2 separate regions of the Rattus norvegicus genome follow, and region 1 is linked to region 2. The links are chromatin contacts, called in public Hi-C maps. All regions are on one chromosome and are shown on one strand. The core of a region is the stretch at or near the end of the contact, and the rest is flanking DNA. Distances in the headings are between cores, read along the strand shown. Region 1 has its middle 480 kb from the start of Ppargc1a. Region 2 has its middle 41 kb from the start of Ppargc1a.

Region 1 (2,741 bases), core at 145-2,644, 520 kb before region 2:
TTTTAAAGATTTTACTAGGTCCCCTTGTCTTCAGTTAAGAGCTCTAAACTTTCAGGATGGCCAAGAGTCTTCCATGTAAAACTACAACGTATGCTTCTACTATGCTACAGTCTATTGCGTATGCAGTTGTGGAGGAGTTTCCCACAGTGACCTTTCAACACTAAGGAGTAGACCCTGTAGGTTTTGTTATCTTTGTCAATTTGTCCTACCAATTTTGCTCCAGACTCTTGAAAAGTCTAAGCATGGACGAGGCACAGTTCTCACTTGTGAGGGCCCTAAGTTTAACAAAAGGTTAATGATCGGCAAGAGTTTAAGCTTCTGCTAAGCAAGCGTGCTGCAAGTTCATGAGCATGTGTGTGAGTGTGTGCTTGCCACACATTCCTGTCTTTATTGCTGGTTTCCAAGGAGCTGGTGAGCTGACCGCTGAGTCATTTACATGAGAGGCGTGTGTACTGTCTGGTGCATGATTATGACAGCTGAACTGATAGAAAATTTCTGTGAATTTCTTCCCAAGCCACACACCACCCAGGATGGACAAGTTGAAAAAAAAATTATAACTGAAGTAGATTTCTTCTTGTCACCTTTTTGATCGTTGATTCTTATTCACCCTTTTCTCTGTCCTGAGCTACCCTGCAGCCTCTGACCAGGGGCAGTCATGTGCCCTCTTGTGACCTCTAAGGACTCATAGGAATCTGATTTTCCTACAGATGGCTGCCAGCTTGGTCTTGGAAATCTGATCCACTCTTGGATCTTTTGCAGGCTTCACAGTGGCATTTCAGGGGAGGCGCCATCCAGATCTCTGCTTTACTTGTGCCCCAATATGTACAAGGACACTGCCTTGGCATTTCAAAGACCAGCTCTGCCCCTGGGGAGGCTTGCTGTCCCCAGCAGGCCAGATGCCAACACCAGCTCAAGTGCAATGAAGAAACAGCGTATTGGGTGGTTTGGCCAGTTGAGCCCCAGTGGTGCCTATTAGAGCAGAGCATGGTGACACATCCGAGTTTCAGATAGCTAGATAACTGTGTGAGATTTAGTTAAAAGGGGTTCCCAAGCTTGTTCTTCTTTCCCAAAATGTTAAGGATTATGCTTCTCTAGGAGACCAAAGAAATGGAATAGTTCTAGAAATCCTGGCTTCTCTGTGCCATTGTGCATTTGATGAGAATGCAGAGGCATCCTATTGATTGGCCATTCCCAGAACTCATAAGAGCTGAGAAGGAGCCTGAAAATTTGCATTGTTTCAAAATGCAAAACATGTTTTTCTGAGGCAGCCTTGGATCCATGCCTTAAAGTTTCCTTCTATCTCAAAGCAGTATCAGTCTACTATTTCTGGGCCAAACCTAAGAGTAGCCTGCAAGGTCACATGAGAAGACAGGAGGAGGGCCAGGCCAGACCTCAGTTCTCCTGGCACCTTGTCCACTGCCTGTTCTCTGAGCTGAGCTGACTCAGACCCAGACCAGTGCATACCATGTGAGCTTCAAAGGGCAGGTGATGACTGCACTCAGTGTGGCAAAGGCAGATGGGTGCTTACAAAGCTTTTAGGAGGCTCTGAAAATAACAGTCATTGTCAAGAAAGCTGTAAAAGGAGAACCGGAGGGAAAAGGAACCAGAAATCAGGGACTGAAATGATGAAACAATACACAGGGCTAAAAATGTATGGAGATAACAAAGAGTGAGTCAGAGGGGCAGGTGTGGGTAGGTCCTTTGTTGAGTCAGGCCCATGATCCTTCAACATTAGTCATGGAACTGGAGAAAGTAGTCAGACAGAGGTCTGTTTGGAGAAAGATGTAGATCCACTTCTCTTAACTACACAAGAAGGGTAAGGTCATAAGGTGGGCAGCCAGAGGAATGGTCATATGCAAATAGCGTCGACCTTCCTGGTAAAATACTAAGGTGATTCAATGCCCCCACTTGGGATAAAAAAACAAAAGTATCTCTAAGTCATGGTCAAGATATAAAACCGAAGAGAAAATTCAAAATACCTTTGAGTTACTGAGCATGTGAGTTATGCCAGGAAGCGGACTTCGGCTGCTCTGTCCCCTAGAAACAACAAAAGTGACATTGAAGTCTTGAGAGAGGATCTCAAAATTTATTCATTCATTCATTCATTCATTCACTCATTCATTCACATGTTTGATAAAATGTGCAAAGGTATAAGATTCTTTTTGTATATGAAACATGAGACTCTGCACACACACACACATAAACACACACACACACACACACACACACACACACACACACACACACACACACACCCTGAAATCATGGTGGATTGTGGTGAGGCAGATGGAAAAGGTGAGTAGGGTACTGGTGTTATGCTATTATAGGTAGATTTTCTTCTCTCTGGGCCTCACTATTCTTACCCATAAAATGGAGCTGTCTGTTCTCTCCAATATCATAATTACTATGAGGGGGGATTTCAAATGTCTTACTCCTTGTAGGGTAACACTCAATGCTGTCTCATTTTAGAATTTCAGTTACTGAGCTTTTCCTGCAAGAAGGACCCAAGTTAGATCCCCAGAACCCACACTTTAAAAAGCGGCAGGATGGTGGTGTATGCTTTTAATACTAGTGCTGGGGCAGGGGTAGGGGTGTGGAGAAAGCAGAGACTGCATCGATCGCTGCTGATCATTGGTTAACCTAGCCTCCTTGCAAACTCTAAGTCAGCAAACAAAACAACCAAACAAACAAATAAGTAAAAAAATAAGTAAATAAAAGACAAGGTAGTCAGTATCTGAGGA
Region 2 (2,700 bases), core at 174-2,673:
TGCCAACCACTCATATGCTGGGAGTAAGCAACACAAGTCTTTAACTAGGTGACTTTGAAGCCCACAGCACCAGTTCCATTCCAGAAAGAGGTAATGTGCTTTATGTAGAGAGTCTCTCAATGCCTTCTGCTATGGAGTACTATCTACCAGGGAGATGAACAGATTGAAAAATGTGTAAGAAGACTCGTGAAAAGAAAAGTTGAAAGATGCTATTTGTGACCAGAGGTATTAGAAGCCTGGAGTAGAATGGAGCAGTCTTTCCTAAGAAATTTGCCAAGGAGGGTTTGGAAGAAAGGTAGGAACATTGATGAGTGACAAGAAGGCTGGATAGTACCTTGGCTTGGCATAATGATGTGAGAATACTAACGGACATCAGAGAAAGCATAGTGACATCCTTCGATCTGTGTGGCTGCTGTAGCAACACAGGCCTTACCAAGCCAGGAGGCAGTCTATGATCAGTGGTGACCCTGTATGGTAGTAGCCGAGACTTCCCTGACCATTGATTGGCAACTGGTCACATACTTTTCCCATCTCAGCTTTGTGTTCAAAAAGAACCCTACAAAGAAGTGGCTTGGATATGGCTCAGTCAGTGAAGCATGAGGACCTGGGTCCGGCACCTCAGTGTCTGCTCAAAATGTCAGACATGGCAGCTCACCTACGAGCCTACTGCTGAAAGGCAGGAAGAGGAAAATCCTGGGGGCTTGCTGGTCAGAGAGAATAGCTGAATAGACCTAGTGATCGAGTCTACCCAGAAACATAAATGGAGAGCAATAGGTGAAGTCATCTAAGATAGATCTGACCTCCACGTGCACACACATGCACATACATATACATACAATTATAAATGAACACTCCATGGAGCTGTCTTGTGAAAATTTACCACCCCTAAACTGAAATAACGTTGGCCCTAATCTAATGACCAGAGACTTCCTGAAGGAGACTTTGACTTCCTGCTAGCAGTGGTCCAAGACTCTGCTGACCAATCAGAATGCTAAGAGACAGAAGTGGATGTGTTGCCTCACTGGAGAAGTTGATCATATTGGTTATTTAGATTTATTACATACACTGACAGGACAGTGTACACTGGCTAGATACCATGATCCAGGCAGAATAGTTATTAGGTATTTCAACTGAAGAAACAAAAACACTTAGACAAAGTGGGTTGCCTAAGACTCGAACTCTAGGAAGTGAATGAGCGGGCTCTTTCTAATGGAGATGATTCCAGGTCAGCAAGAAACAGCTACCACTGCATTTCCTCCTTTGGACTGAAGTGGACGATTTCACGAGACCTGGCAGAATGGTCCCTGCATGTGAGCGGCAGTATTTCACAAAGGTGCCCTGTGTTTTCCACTCCCCTACATGTACTTGGGTAGAGACCAAGCTCGAGGTTCTGCTCACATGCTTGTGGTTTGGCTCCCGGCTGGGGATCACATTCTCTGCTCCACAGGGCTAAGCCAAGGATCCTGCTTGCAAAATACTCCTGGTGTCCTGGTGCCACCTCCCGAAAAACCTGCCTACAATACCCGCGTGCATGGCAGGTGGGGTTGGCCAGATTGAGCCCTGGCAACCAGGACAAAAAGATTATGTCTACTCTTTCCCCTACTGAGTTTCATAAGTCACAGGCTTGATTGTTGCAATATGCATTCAGGAAAAGCTTTCTGACACAAGTTAATGAAATTGAAGAGGCACAAGGTACAAGAGCAGAGGCAACATAGTAATTTGCACTGTTTTGTTTCTGCTAATAATCTTAGCAGAGAAGGAGCAAGTTGTCATGTACTTCAGCTCATAGGTCCCTTTCCTAGACTGATCATCACAATGTCACATTAGTATCTCTCAGTGTCTAGATCTGAACCATTTTCCACACTGCTTCAGCAGATGCTCTGATGGGTTACCGTGTAAATATTGTCTCTCCTGAGATGGGCAATGTGGCTTTCTGTAGAAGACATTTGCCTTATTCTGGGGGTCAAGATCCTTTACATGCAATATCTCTTTCAATGAAAAGGGTTTAATCATGGGTGGCATCAGTGTCTCTGATTTACACACAATAGAAGCTTTGAACAACAAGGATTTGTGCTATTTGTATATAGCACTTCTGTTAAACCACAGACTAAGAATTCAAACTCAACCATGCCTAGGGGCTCACACCTTTAACCCCAGCACTTAGGAGGCAGAGATAGGAGGATCTAGGGGTTGGAGGCCAGTCTAGTTTATGCAAATGAGTTCCCCAACAACCAGAGTTACATAGAAACCCTATCTCAAAAACAAAGTTGAAAAGAATTCAAATTCACAGCTGCCTGGGTTCAAAGTGCATGTTCATAACTATTTTGCTCCTTTAACCGATGTCCTAGGGTAAAAGAGAAACAGAGTTTCAAAAGATAAATTCAAAGCAGATATGCATCTCCATATCAACCCTATTTATAAGCAGTCCTTTGATTCTATTTTTGGAGAAAGACAATAAAACAAATAGCCATATGTTCCCTTTTTAACATGTAAGGTTTCTTAGCACATCTGTTTAGTTTAGAGAATATGAAGTATTGACTCCACTGCGGATTAACTCATGCCCGTGTCCAGGAAGAAATTTGACGAGTTTTATTTAATTTTAAATAAGGTGATACCATCATAAAGCCTTTAAATATGCCTGATCCACCAAAATGCTTCTATGATACAGCAGCAGCAGCATCTATGCACTGAGCATTTTCT

The links. Hi-C and Micro-C count contacts between places; a contact is called where the count stands out from the background.
Region 1: a contact with region 2 is called in a Hi-C map of psoas muscle, with 5 times the contacts expected there. The contact joins two enhancer-like sites. A contact is called at or near these places in 2 of 12 Hi-C or Micro-C datasets (liver and psoas muscle).

Annotation. Positions count from the first base shown.
Region 1 is chr14:64,113,869-64,116,609 of GRCr8, reverse strand. No RefSeq gene overlaps it. Among named protein-coding and RNA genes, the nearest start is that of Ppargc1a, 480 kb to the right of the region's middle. Within about 2 kb of position 1,394, at least 7 of the 93 cell types and tissues checked have an H3K27ac peak or open chromatin away from gene starts, as enhancers often do.
Region 2 is chr14:63,592,279-63,594,978 of GRCr8, reverse strand. It overlaps a transcript of Ppargc1a not described here. Among named protein-coding and RNA genes, the nearest start is that of Ppargc1a, 41 kb to the left of the region's middle. Within about 2 kb of position 1,423, at least 4 of the 93 cell types and tissues checked have an H3K27ac peak or open chromatin away from gene starts, as enhancers often do.